Regions from separate parts of the Mus musculus genome. Here regions 1, 2 and 3 are each linked to region 4. The links are chromatin contacts, called in public capture Hi-C and promoter capture Hi-C maps. All regions are on one chromosome and are shown on one strand. The core of a region is the stretch at or near the end of the contact, and the rest is flanking DNA. Distances in the headings are between cores, read along the strand shown. Region 1 overlaps Ino80d (INO80 complex subunit D). Region 2 holds the start of Kctd18 (potassium channel tetramerisation domain containing 18). Region 3 holds the start of 4930487H11Rik (RIKEN cDNA 4930487H11 gene). Region 4 holds the start of Cyp20a1 (cytochrome P450, family 20, subfamily a, polypeptide 1).

What was found. Promoter capture Hi-C pulls out the DNA fragments that hold promoters and counts their contacts. Capture Hi-C pulls out chosen DNA fragments and counts their contacts.
Region 1: a contact with region 4 is called in a promoter capture Hi-C map of hippocampal neurons, with 9 times the contacts expected there. The contact joins the enhancer-like site here to the promoter of Cyp20a1 in region 4. A contact is called at or near these places in 5 of 39 promoter capture datasets (the 3T3-L1 cell line, cranial neural crest, hippocampal neurons and 1 more) and 2 of 115 datasets of contacts at active chromatin or transcription factors (astrocytes and embryonic stem cells).
Region 2: a contact with region 4 is called in a promoter capture Hi-C map of pre-B cells, with 8 times the contacts expected there. The contact joins the promoter of Kctd18 here to the promoter of Cyp20a1 in region 4. A contact is called at or near these places in 2 of 39 promoter capture datasets (liver and pre-B cells).
Region 3: a capture Hi-C map of embryonic stem cells shows a contact between it and region 4, with 10 times the contacts expected there. The contact joins the promoter of 4930487H11Rik here to the promoter of Cyp20a1 in region 4. A contact is called at or near these places in 1 of 39 promoter capture datasets (hippocampal neurons), 1 of 115 datasets of contacts at active chromatin or transcription factors (astrocytes) and 1 of 9 other capture datasets (embryonic stem cells).

The regions. Positions count from the first base shown.
Region 1 is chr1:63,054,674-63,057,373 of GRCm38.p6, reverse strand. It overlaps Ino80d (INO80 complex subunit D), which reads left to right. Exons shown (of 12, transcript NM_001114609.1): 12 at 1-2,700. Among named protein-coding and RNA genes, the nearest start is that of Ino80d, 58 kb to the left of the region's middle. Within about 2 kb of position 1,448, at least 6 of the 459 cell types and tissues checked have an H3K27ac peak or open chromatin away from gene starts, as enhancers often do. A contact at or near this core is called in hippocampal neurons, where this site is marked.
Region 2 is chr1:57,968,666-57,971,365 of GRCm38.p6, reverse strand. It overlaps Kctd18 (potassium channel tetramerisation domain containing 18), which reads left to right and starts at 1,282. Exons shown (of 7, transcript NM_001159864.1): 1 at 1,282-1,345.
Region 3 is chr1:62,793,382-62,796,282 of GRCm38.p6, reverse strand. 4930487H11Rik (RIKEN cDNA 4930487H11 gene) reads left to right here and starts at 1,551. Exons shown (of 3, transcript NR_040601.1): 1 at 1,551-1,730; 2 at 1,812-1,887. The region is part of intron 15 of Nrp2 (neuropilin 2); the gene reads right to left.
Region 4 is chr1:60,341,757-60,344,559 of GRCm38.p6, reverse strand. Cyp20a1 (cytochrome P450, family 20, subfamily a, polypeptide 1) reads right to left here and starts at 1,260. Exons shown (of 13, transcript NM_030013.3): 1 at 1,103-1,260. The coding sequence starts at 1,174.

The DNA of each region.
Region 1 (2,700 bases), core at 199-2,698, 2.7 Mb before region 4:
TCTCCTTGTGGCTTGTCTTTCCTCACTCCCAGAATAAGCATAAGGCTCGTCCCGCTCCTTCTGTCTCATACCTAGCAAGGTTTATCCTTCTTTCCTACTGAGTTGACTAAAGCATCTTGAACAGAGAGGGGTGGTCTCAGAGTGAAGCACCTTGCTCACTAAGATCAGCCTGTGAGGAAAGGAGCTCCAGGAGTCTGAGCTCATGTCAGAATAGGGAGTGCCATCACCCCCCCCCCCCCCCTTCTTCCTTGTGCATTTGTTTCAGAATTCCCCACTCATGGAACACATTTGTAGGTAGTAATGAAAGAAAATGGTTTGGTATGCAAAAGCACGCTAAACCAGATAGATTTGAAAGCTGACGCTAGGCCTGTTTGGTCCATCATTGGCTCCTAGTTTTTACATGTTTACAGTTGTGATTCTTTGGTGAGATTTGTGAACTGTGGAGGACACGTGTAGAATCCATGTACCAGTTGTGAAGTGATGTGTAATATCGGAAGGACACACATTTTAACAGTTCTTTCAAAGCAGAATTTGGAAATTAGACATAATTTGACTTACCTTAGGTACTTTTAAAATAATTTAAGTACTTAGGATAAAGTAAAATTGGAATTTTTTTTTTTTTTAAGTGTACCAAGGTTTGGGGTAAAACTCTTTTTGGGTAGTGCAGTAAGTTGGTGGCTGTGGACTGGTGTGAGGGGTTTCCTCTTGCCTGCCCACCTGCCTTCCCCTCCCAGAGCAGGGTGCAGCTTCGTGCTCTGCCTGGCTTTGCTGATGGGTCCCTGTCCTTTCATGTACCATTAGGTGTTCATACCTGAGCTCAACCTAATTTACATATGTATATTTTTAAAAGTAAGGCAACATATCTCCAAATGATGTGGTACAGTAATTCTTTTGTCAGGGACTGTCTGATCCTAACTCCTTCCTGCTAGGTAAAGGTTGGGATGTATTTTCCAACTTCTGCTGTGTGTGTTCTTCATGCCATGCTACGTCTAACCAGGCCCTTCTGTTGAAGGCTTTTCGTTCTCTGCCTTGTGAAGGAATGATGGTGATCAGCAGGCATTCTGTAGATACTACGTGCCTGAGCTTTTGGAGGGGAAGTGCCACATGAAATCATGATATGCCCTATTTTGTATTTACTGAGGTTGGGGAGGCAAAATATGTTTGTATTTACTTTTTTCCTTAAAAATCATGTTAATTAATTGCAACATTTATTTTTAATAGCTTTGCCTCTTTTGCATATTGAGAAATTTTTAAATTATAAATTATGTCACAAAGCAAAATTATGTTTGGTGTCACCATGCACTTCTTTTCTGGACTGTGAGAACAGCCTTTTGACTGCTGGACCTGTGAGCCCACGTCAGTAGGTTTCTTACTTTAGTACGCTGTGATGGGGTGAGAGTGAGTGGTTGCCTCACCTCAAAAGTGTCATTTTCTCTGCTAGGCTGTTCTCACCACCCACTAGAGTCATCATTAGATAACTGTATTCCCAGAAAATGCATTTTGTCTCCAGTGTGCATCAACTGAAGACTGTAGCAGAGCCGCACTCGGACTTCTCCTTATCAGCTCTTCTTTGCCAGGGAGAGGAGAGTCAGGAGTAGTCAATTTGGACTGTTATTGGCTATGTGTCCCTATATTAGCTGCTGAAAATTGTTTAGTTGTCAAAACTGAGTTTGCAGTAGGTTGCACCTTTTATTGTTTGCAATTTTCTGTTTTATGTGCATTTAAAAGCCCTTCTTTGCTTTCGAGTGAGGAGGCATGAACTGATCAGGAATGTTGCCAGCTACAGCTTCACGCCAAAAATATTGAGTAAGCTCCCTTTTGTTTAGATGCCCATGATGGCTTCTGAAGGAATACTGATAGCAGAGCGAATGAGTAGCAAAAGCACACTCCCTTCTGTTTTAGAGCAGACAGCCAAGCCTATCATTTGCTTTTTTTCTAGCTTTTTTTGTGAGCCCCCTGTTGGGAGATTATCTGTCTCTAAGCCCAGAGGTGTTTGTCCACTTTGTTACAACTCTAGTTGCTGAAACAATTCTAGTCTCTCAATAGTAGGTGGGTATTAATATGCAAAGAAAAATTCAGCATCTTTTATAATGCTTATATGAGATCATAGCACTTATGGTAAGGCAATACTGGAATCAAAAACAAACCCTACACAGATCCTGATGGGGTAGAAGCTAGTTTTAGTGTAGTGCTCAGTGCGCGAGAGACAGTAACAAAGAAGGCTCCCTCTGTCTCTGCAGGTTTCTGGGACCATTTATAAAGGCCAGTTCGTTGTGTTACTGTGATTTACCTTGGAAGTTGCTGCAGTTAGTGACTGCATATGTGCTCTGAGGATATGAATGTCAGCAACTGTAATCTCTGGTGCCTGAAGGGAAGATGGGCTCCTTTAATTGTTGATGTTATTTTAGTAATAATACTCAAGACACTTTTTTTTTTTCTTCTGTAAAAATGGCTTAGCAATTTTCACACCTGGGTAGGTTACACAGCTAGGGAACAATTCAGGACAATAAGTGGCAGTTACAAGTAGCCCAGCAAGTGATAGACTATGCAATGGACAAATCTTCTAGTTACCATCACATTGCTGAAAAGCAAAGGTGATTTTTCTCTAGTGAGCCTACTGTACGAGGTATTCCTGCTTAGAAATGACAGCAGTTCCCTGTTGGCAGGTAATGTGGTCTGATGCCCCTCTATGAAAAGAGT
Region 2 (2,700 bases), core at 33-2,532, 2.4 Mb after region 4:
CCGCCCCAAAGAGGAGGAAGAGGAGGCAGCCATGGGCTTTCTACAGTCCATGATCTAAGAATACATACTACATATTTTAATGTTACAAAAAAAAAAGAAATCTCATTTTGAAGAATATTTCCTGACTCATGCAATAAGAAAATTTACTTTCACTGCCCATATAAAGCTGAAATACAGCACTGCTCAATTCAGTTTCTTTCATTGTCTATGTCTACTTTCACACCACACTAGGAAAGCTGATCGATCAGCTATGCTTAAAATGCAGAATTTTTTTTTTCCCAGATAAGATAGGTGAGGCAAATGCCTACATGTGTCTACGTGGGCATTTGGAGAGAGGACTACTGTTAGGGAAATACTACTTTGAATTGGCTAGCGTCATCCCATGGGTTGGGACTCTATGCTCCCTGCTGTTAGGAACTGATACCTTTGAAACTCAGGGCCAAAATAAACCCTCACTCCTTTAAGTTGTGTGTGTCAGGTCTTTTGGTTACAGTGATTAAAAATACTAAAATGTAAACTATTGACACTGTCTTGGCCAGCGCTCCATTCTCAGAGCCTGGTCTCTATCCTGTGAGAAATCACGGCAGCTTGAACAAACCTTCCCTGTCTCCCAAGACTTTTTAGCTGAAGGGCAGGCTGCCATACTTCTGGCTGGCTTCTTTCCTAAGACCTGTAAAAGAGGACTTTAGAATCTAGTAAGGAGCGAAGTGCCCGGAAAACAGGACTGTTTCACTCATCTTGAAATACATAGCCCTATACAGTTGGAAGATTTAAGTGTTATGGGGGTTTTATTAAGAAGAAATTAAATAGTTCTACAAGCGACTTAATACAGTGCTGGGTGTGCAAGAATGTTGAATGGAGGGTTGTCCTCCCTCCTCGGTTTTCCTTCCTGTAACAAGAATAAAACTACCATCTTAATTCTGATGTATGAAATTTCCAAAGATTTAATAAATATTTTTAGAAACCAACCACCATCTTTTACAGGTATAAAGTGTGCCTTGTGGAAAAGCTTTGCACGCCACAAACTATGCAAATGGGTAGATCCAAGTTCTAATATGTTAATGGAGTAGCTTCCCCTGGGGCTGGAAAACATCCTGTTCCACCAGAGGGGCCTAGACTCCGGGAAAATTCAGGAACGTTCTTGGGGCGTGGCCACCGCCGTCCCGTGGGCGGGGCGGGTCCGGGGCGAGGCCTCCCTTTTGGCGCACTGCACGTTGGGACCGCACGGGGGCGCCGCGGGTTGCTCCGCTCTACCAATCGTGGAGCATCCGAGTAGGCGACGGCTTACTTCCGCGTCCGGGCCCGGCTGCGTTGGGCGGCTGCGCCCAGGGACTGGCGGCCGCAGGTCAGTAAGCAGTCGCCGCTCCGCCCGCCGGTGTGGAGGAACCGGGCTCCGGGTGGGTGGCGGGCCCCGAAGCCTTGCGGGGCATCCTGAGGGAGGCCCCGGCCGGCCTCTCTGATGAAACGGGCGCTTTGGGTACCAGGCTTCGTTGTAGACCGAATTGGGGTCCGCTGGCCCAGGAAGACTTTGGCGGGGCCTGGTGATTCCCCATCTTTCCCGGTTTTGTCCAGCCGTGGCGAAGGGGCGTGAGCCCCATGAGCTGTGTTTCTCAAAAGTGTAGTCGGCGCCCGTCCCCACCTCTCAGACTTTGTGAATCAGACCCTGATGTGGCCGGGAGTCTGCCTTTTCAGCAGACATCCTCGACGGTTTGGTGCATCGTGCGGGAACCCTGCCTTCTCACAACAGAGTCCTCAGTGGGTGCATCGAGGAGTGTCATCACGGGGCCTGGCCTTGGGCTGCGGTCCCCAAATGGCAGCTGATAGTCAGTGAAGGGCCTAAACCAGGTGGAAGTTGTGTTAAAGGGATGGTCTGTGGGAGCATCCGTGAGAACCTGAAGCTGGCCCTTCTGGTTCACCTGGCTGCCCTGGGTTGTGACAGGCTCCACTGCTTATTATCAGGCAAGTCTGTGTAGACACCACACACATCAGTGAATTTTTTGCCCCTAGTGTTCTGTGTTAGTAGGGACAGTAAAATTTGTATGATAAAGTTTTTCTATGAATTAGGTAATGTTTCTTCACAGTGTCAGATACACAATAAGCATTCAGTAAATGGAGATTACTAAGAATGGCAGTGCCTTTGCTTTTATTGGGCTTATGGACAAAATAAAAATTAAAAAAAAATAGAGATTTAAACACATGGTGTAAGATCTGTATGAGAGTTTGTTGTGCAGGGGTACCAATTCCGCGCAGAAAGATCTTGCAAGAGATGAATCTTTATGTACGAACATGAGAAAATTCTAGAGAGCAGGTGTCTGTGAACAGTGTGAACCAGTTGGTTGCTCTGCTTCATGATTGGTTAGAGTGCTACTTCCAGGACTTTAAGGCAGCAGGAGGTCACGCCAGTAAGTGTTTTTGGAGGCCTGGACCTTGTTGGGTTCCTAATGAATTTTGTCTATTGTCCTTTTCTCAGATTCATAATGGCATATGGTGAAGTTGGTGTCTGTGGGGAAGGATTTTAGTTGATCATTTAGTAACACTGAATTGGCATGGATTCAGTTGAGTTTAGCAGTAAGTTTTTCACTTACTATGAAAGTGTAGAAGCTGCAGATTTCCAGGGGTGAGGATCTTAAACTTTGTCTTTTAGCCCGTTTCAGATTCCATAGAGAGCTCTTCCCCACAACCTTGTCCGTTTTAAAGCGA
Region 3 (2,901 bases), core at 302-2,801, 2.5 Mb before region 4:
CGGGGCGGGGAGGGGAGAAAGGAATAAAAGAGAGAAGATTAAAAAGGAAAGAAGAAAAGGAAAAAAAATAATGATTAAAAACAAACAATATCAGAGCAAAGAGAAACCGGAACCAAGAACCACAGAGAATGGTGTGGGGTACATGAGAGCGCTCAGGGTTGGGGACCCTGGAGAGAGATGTCTGAGGGTTCACACAGAGACTAGGCGAGGAGAAAAAAAGTGCAAAATCGAGGCAACGTGTTTGCAGTCTTTCTTGGGTTTTTTTTGGGGGGGCGCTGTTCCTGCTTCGGCCCTCAGCAGTGCGAGCCCCGCTCTTGCTCTAGCTTAATGGTTAGGGTGGGCTCGACCGCCAGAGGGGCCCCGTTGGTGTAGTGGGAGGTTTTGTAGGTGATGGAGTGATCGGTCTTCTTGGCCGCATAGCGGAACCGGTGGTAGTGGAGCACCAGGGCCAGGACGACGGAGGCCAGCACCAGCACGGCGCCCCCGGCCGCCATAACGTAATACCAGTAGGCTGGGATGGGCTGCACGGGCACCGTGTCCACTGTGGGCTCGGTCCCTGGCGGGAGGGTGCCCCCTGGGGGAGAGACACAGAGAGTGTTGCTAGGCTGAGAGCATGCGGACTCATAAAAAAAAATCAATTAAAAAAATAAAGAAAAAAAATAAAGAAAAGAAAGAGAGAAACACACATGCTTTGGGTCATACAGCAGGGATCCAGGGACTCAGGCGGTACTCGGCCTTCATATATACCAAGCCGTTTATTATCTGCAATCTCTTCGCTGGTCCCTTTATGCATCAGGTACTTTAACCCACTGTACAGATGAGGAAACAGGCTCACAGAGGTTCAATCGACAATTGCTGCTCACCTGGTAGTAAATATGTCTCAACCAAGAGTCCTACCCTTACATAGCTTTCTTTATTATTTAATCAGAATTACTTTACCATGTGTCAAAGCATTATAATTTTTTCTCTCATCTCTCTCTTCCTTTCTCTCTCTCTCTCTCTCTCTCTCTCTCTCACACACACACACACACACACACACATACACACACACACACACACACACTTCCACGCACACACACCACATACACACAATGATACTGCAGTATCTGCTGGAATTCAGATTGGTGAATTCTTCAAGTGGGTGGAAAAGCCATATTTGGTGTGGCTGGCCAGAATTCTCAACAATGTATTAATTAGGCTGGCTAGACTTGAAGGTAAATTCCACTTTGGTTTGCCAAGGTTTCTGTGCCCATTGAAATCAGCTTGGTCTTGTCTAAACAGGTCAATTACTACTGTCAAGCAATGACTAACCCGTCTTCATTTTTTTTTTAAACTGGATGGAGGATTTTAAAAGCAGATTGGATAAGGAGTTGCAGGGGGAAAAAAAGATATGAGCACAAAGCAATAAAGGAGTGTGAGAGCGAGGGACACCGAGCGAGGGAGCCTCATTCTTAACCGTGGAAAAGAGCGGGGAGAAGCTGGGGGTGGGGAGATTTAGGAGGCAACCGAGTTTACTGGCCAGCCTCTGGTTGCCATGGAGACGCTGTAGTAGAGTTTCGCTCAGGGTAACTCAGGGGAAAGACTGAATTGACTCCCACTCCATGCAAAACAGTGCTACAACTTGATTCTCCCAAGGATTTACATCAGATGAGAATCTGGCCCAGAAAGGGACTAAGGCGGTTTTGAGCTTGCCAAAGGCAGACATGATCTTTACTTCTGAAAAAGCCGATGTATGCTTAACCTATGAGAAATGCTTCTCGAGCTGCGGGCACCATGGGCGGATGGCTAAAACGTGCTTCCCTTACTTACAGGGTGTGCCGGAAGAGGGACAGATGAGCTGCCTATTCACAGCATCTGTTTGTGGACCCACCTTTGCTCACCACGCAGGCAGGGCCCCCGGCTACCTTTCTTCTCTCCACCCCCACACCCCCACCAGACTTAGAGCTCCTGAAGCAGAGGAAGCCAAGACTCAGCCTCCACCGAGGAGGACATGCAGTGAAGGTGCCCTGTAAATGCCTTATGAAGCAACTGCTGACCCGAGGCCCACACCCCCAGTTCTCAATTTCTCCCGACCCCACAGCCTGGTCCCCAGATAGCTGAGTAGTATGTCAGATCTCATGTCTCCTCAGAAGTGAGAGAAAAATGAGAGAATGTTTCTTAGAAAATCTGATGAAGCCTGCCCATCTTGCTAGTTCTGAATTACTGCTTCCGTCAATTTGGGGATCCCCTTCCGTCAGGGTGCAGTTTCACCTTGTAGACCACCAAAAGTCCTCCAGTGTTGGAAGAGCTTTGACCAAGACGAGTTGCTTAGCATACGACTTGATAACCACATCTGTATCTTTAGGATGAAAAAGACCCCATTATCCTAGGACTCCTAAAAGCTGTTTCTACTACTACCTTATCCTTTTCCAAAGACCCCATTATCCTAGGACTCCTAAAAGCTGTTTCTACTACTACCTTATCCTTTTCCGTGTGACTATATGGTCTTTTCCTTTCCGCTAAAGTGTTTTCATCCTCTTTTGTTTGTTATCTTGAGAAAGGTTTTCACTTTTTAGCAGAGGCCAGCCTGTAATTCACCATGTAGCTAGCCTTAAACAATCCCCCTGCCTCAGCCTCCCAAGTGGTGGGACTACAAGCATGAGCCACCACACCCAGCTCTAATTTCCATCTTTTAATTTTTTCATTTATCTTCTCCTCCCCCCCTCTCCTCTCTCTCTCTCTCTCTCTCTCTCTCTCTCTCTCTCTCTCTCTCCTCTCCTCTCTCTCTCTCTCTCTCTCTCTCTCTCTCTCTCTCTCTCTCTCTCTCTTTCTGTCTCTCTCATTGGTACTCAAATTGAGAAATTTACATACAAAAAAAAGGAGAGAGAGAGAAAGAAAGGAAACAAAGTATTGAAAATGGTT
Region 4 (2,803 bases), core at 11-2,510:
ATTGAAGACATTTTTTTGCCACATATATTTTTAATTTTTTTTCTAGTATACAAATTTTAAAATTTAAGACAAGGGCTCATGTGATCCAGACTGGCCTAGAACTCAGGTCCATTTTGGAAGAAACCCTTGAACTCTCCTGCCTCCACCATCCAAGTGCTATGATTACAGGCCCAACACAGCATTCCCAGTTTTCCTTTAAACTAAAATAGCCACTTATCCATTGAAATCCTCCAGTAGAACGCAGACTTAAAAGTCCTTTGAATAGCTTTTCAGCCATTTACACCCATCTGTCTTCCCGGTCTGGTTTTACATTCGCTCCAGTTGGCTAGGACACAGTCCTCTTATTCTTGAAAGGCCTGAGCTCTCAACTTCTTCATATCAGTGTTTTGTTTCTCAGGAGTTCAGGTATGTGGTTTCTATATTAGTCTAATCAACCACTAACTCAGAACAGGACACTTCTAAGGGGCATCTCCATCACCATTCATCTACCCGGGGCTGTTCACTACCTTTCCACTTTTCCATAAATCCACCACACTTTGTACATACATATTCTTTTAAAGACAGGGTTTGATGTAGTCCAGGGTGAGCTTTGAGCTCCCACCCCATCCTCCTCACCCCGGGCTGGGATTACAGATGTATGCAACGCCCAGCTTTATACAATACACTTTAAGGAAGTTCCTTAACAGTAACTCCGGAGTTTTGAGAGGTTCCCCTCTGAAAAGGACAGGTGGACAAAGTTTGGGTTGGGGAGCTCAGCTCGCCCATTCCAACAACGGTGCCGGGGCATATGCAGGGGGATGCTAGGAAAAGATGGAAGGAGTTTCTCCCCTGATGTAGAAGCAAATGGGATTGGGGCTCGAAGAAGTCAATGTCTCCAAAGTCACCCAAGGTAATGAATTGATCGCCACCTCCCAAAACCCGTCCGGGACAGGGAGAATGAGGGACCCGCCCAGGACCACAGCTCAGCGACCACAGCACTCATGCGCACGGGGAACGCACGCCGGGGCGGAGCCACGTGGCTCTTCCGCAAGCGCTCCCGGCCGACCGCCCGCCCAGGTCCTCGCGGCGCAGGCGCACCCCCGAAACCCGAGTTGGGAGTTACCGGGTAGAGGTACAGCACCGCTCCCACCAGCGCCAGCAGGAACGTCACGGCGAAGATGGCGAAGTCCAGCATGCTTCCTCTCGCCCGCCCGCGCGGTCCTCGGCCGTGAGCTCCGTGGTGGCGCCCGCAGCTGGGGAGGGAGGTGGCCTCAGGCGGTCGGCGAATAGGAGCCGCGGTCGCCCCGCCACGCCCGTGCTGGGCGTCACCCTTGGTCTGCTGGCGACTCACAGGCCACAAGGAAACCTCCAGGCCCGGGTCCCACCCTGGCCTGGCTAGAATCAAGCTGCGTGCGACACCAGTCCGCTTGCACAAAGTAGACTTAAGTACATTTAAGTAGGACTCACAACCGAAGCCAGTCTCACCTGGACACCTGCATGCATGGCTGAAGAGCTAGGCACCGTTAGATGCTCCTTATTGCTCAAAAGCGCTCCAGTGAACGTGGCTGGTTTCTGTGTTTTGACAGGATCTGACTATGTATCCCTGTCTAGATTGGAACTATGTAGACCAGGCTGGCCTCTGACTAATAGATGCCTTCCTGGTGCTGGAATTAAAGGCGTTAGCCACGGTAGCAGACATTGGGTAGGATTTCTGGCCACGGTGGCAGACAGTGGGTAGGATTTCTGTTACTGATAATTTGCAATAAATTCCTTGAATTTAGCAAGCTCCATTTTCTTCTATGGAAAACTGAAAACCAGAGGCTGGGGAGGTAGATTGCTTTTCTAGTACAAAGTTCTGGCTTCAGTCCCCAGCACCACATAAACCTGGCTGGTTGGCACACATTTGTAATCCCAGCGTCAGAAGGTGGAGGCAAGAAAATCAAGTGTTTAGTCATTTCCAACTACATAACCAATTCCTAGGTTACCTGAGCTCCTGCCTCATTAAATCAAAATCAATTCATTCAAAATAATACCATATAGAGTAGCCAGTGGAGGGTACTATTGGGCGTTCTAGGAAGCACTGAGCACTGGCAAAGCAATGTTGTGTGCTTATGTTTTTCAAACATTGCTTGGTCAGAGCATTACTGTAATTTGAGATCCTTCTGTTCTATCCAACTCAGAAATTTTAACATGGGTTAGTATAAGGTAAAGCCTGATACTTATTGGCACTACATTTAGTGAAAGCATCCTAAAACAATTTATAGATTTTATAGCTTGAATATCAAATTTTCTTGATACCGTTTGGCATGTCATTTGGAATTGCAGTTAGAGCTCCTGTAATGACTACTGCTTAAGAAGGAATCATACCTCACTGAAAACATGCCATATCTTTTTGAAGCTGTAACAATACTTCCACTCAAGATTTCGTCGATTGGAAATCACATTTTTTCCTGTCTTGGGACAAAGCTGTCTACATTGCTCAAGTTGGCCTCAAACGTTTGATTTTGTCTTAGTTTACAAGTCGCTAAAATTTTAGGCATGGGCCACCTCACACAGCAAGAGCTGTGCTTTTAACTCTGAATGTATTTCAAACTGCCCTGAGTGTTTCAAGGGTTTGTTTTTTAAATCGGTTTTAAAGACATTTCTCATCAAAATGATGGCCCACATCAACAGCAGATAAAAATTTGAAATATACAGTGTAGCTACATAACATTAATGATTTACTTATTCTATGTATATGAGTGCTTTATTTGCATGTACACCTGCATGTCAGAAGAAGCCGTCAGATTTCATTACAGATGGTTGTGAGCCACCATGTGGTTGC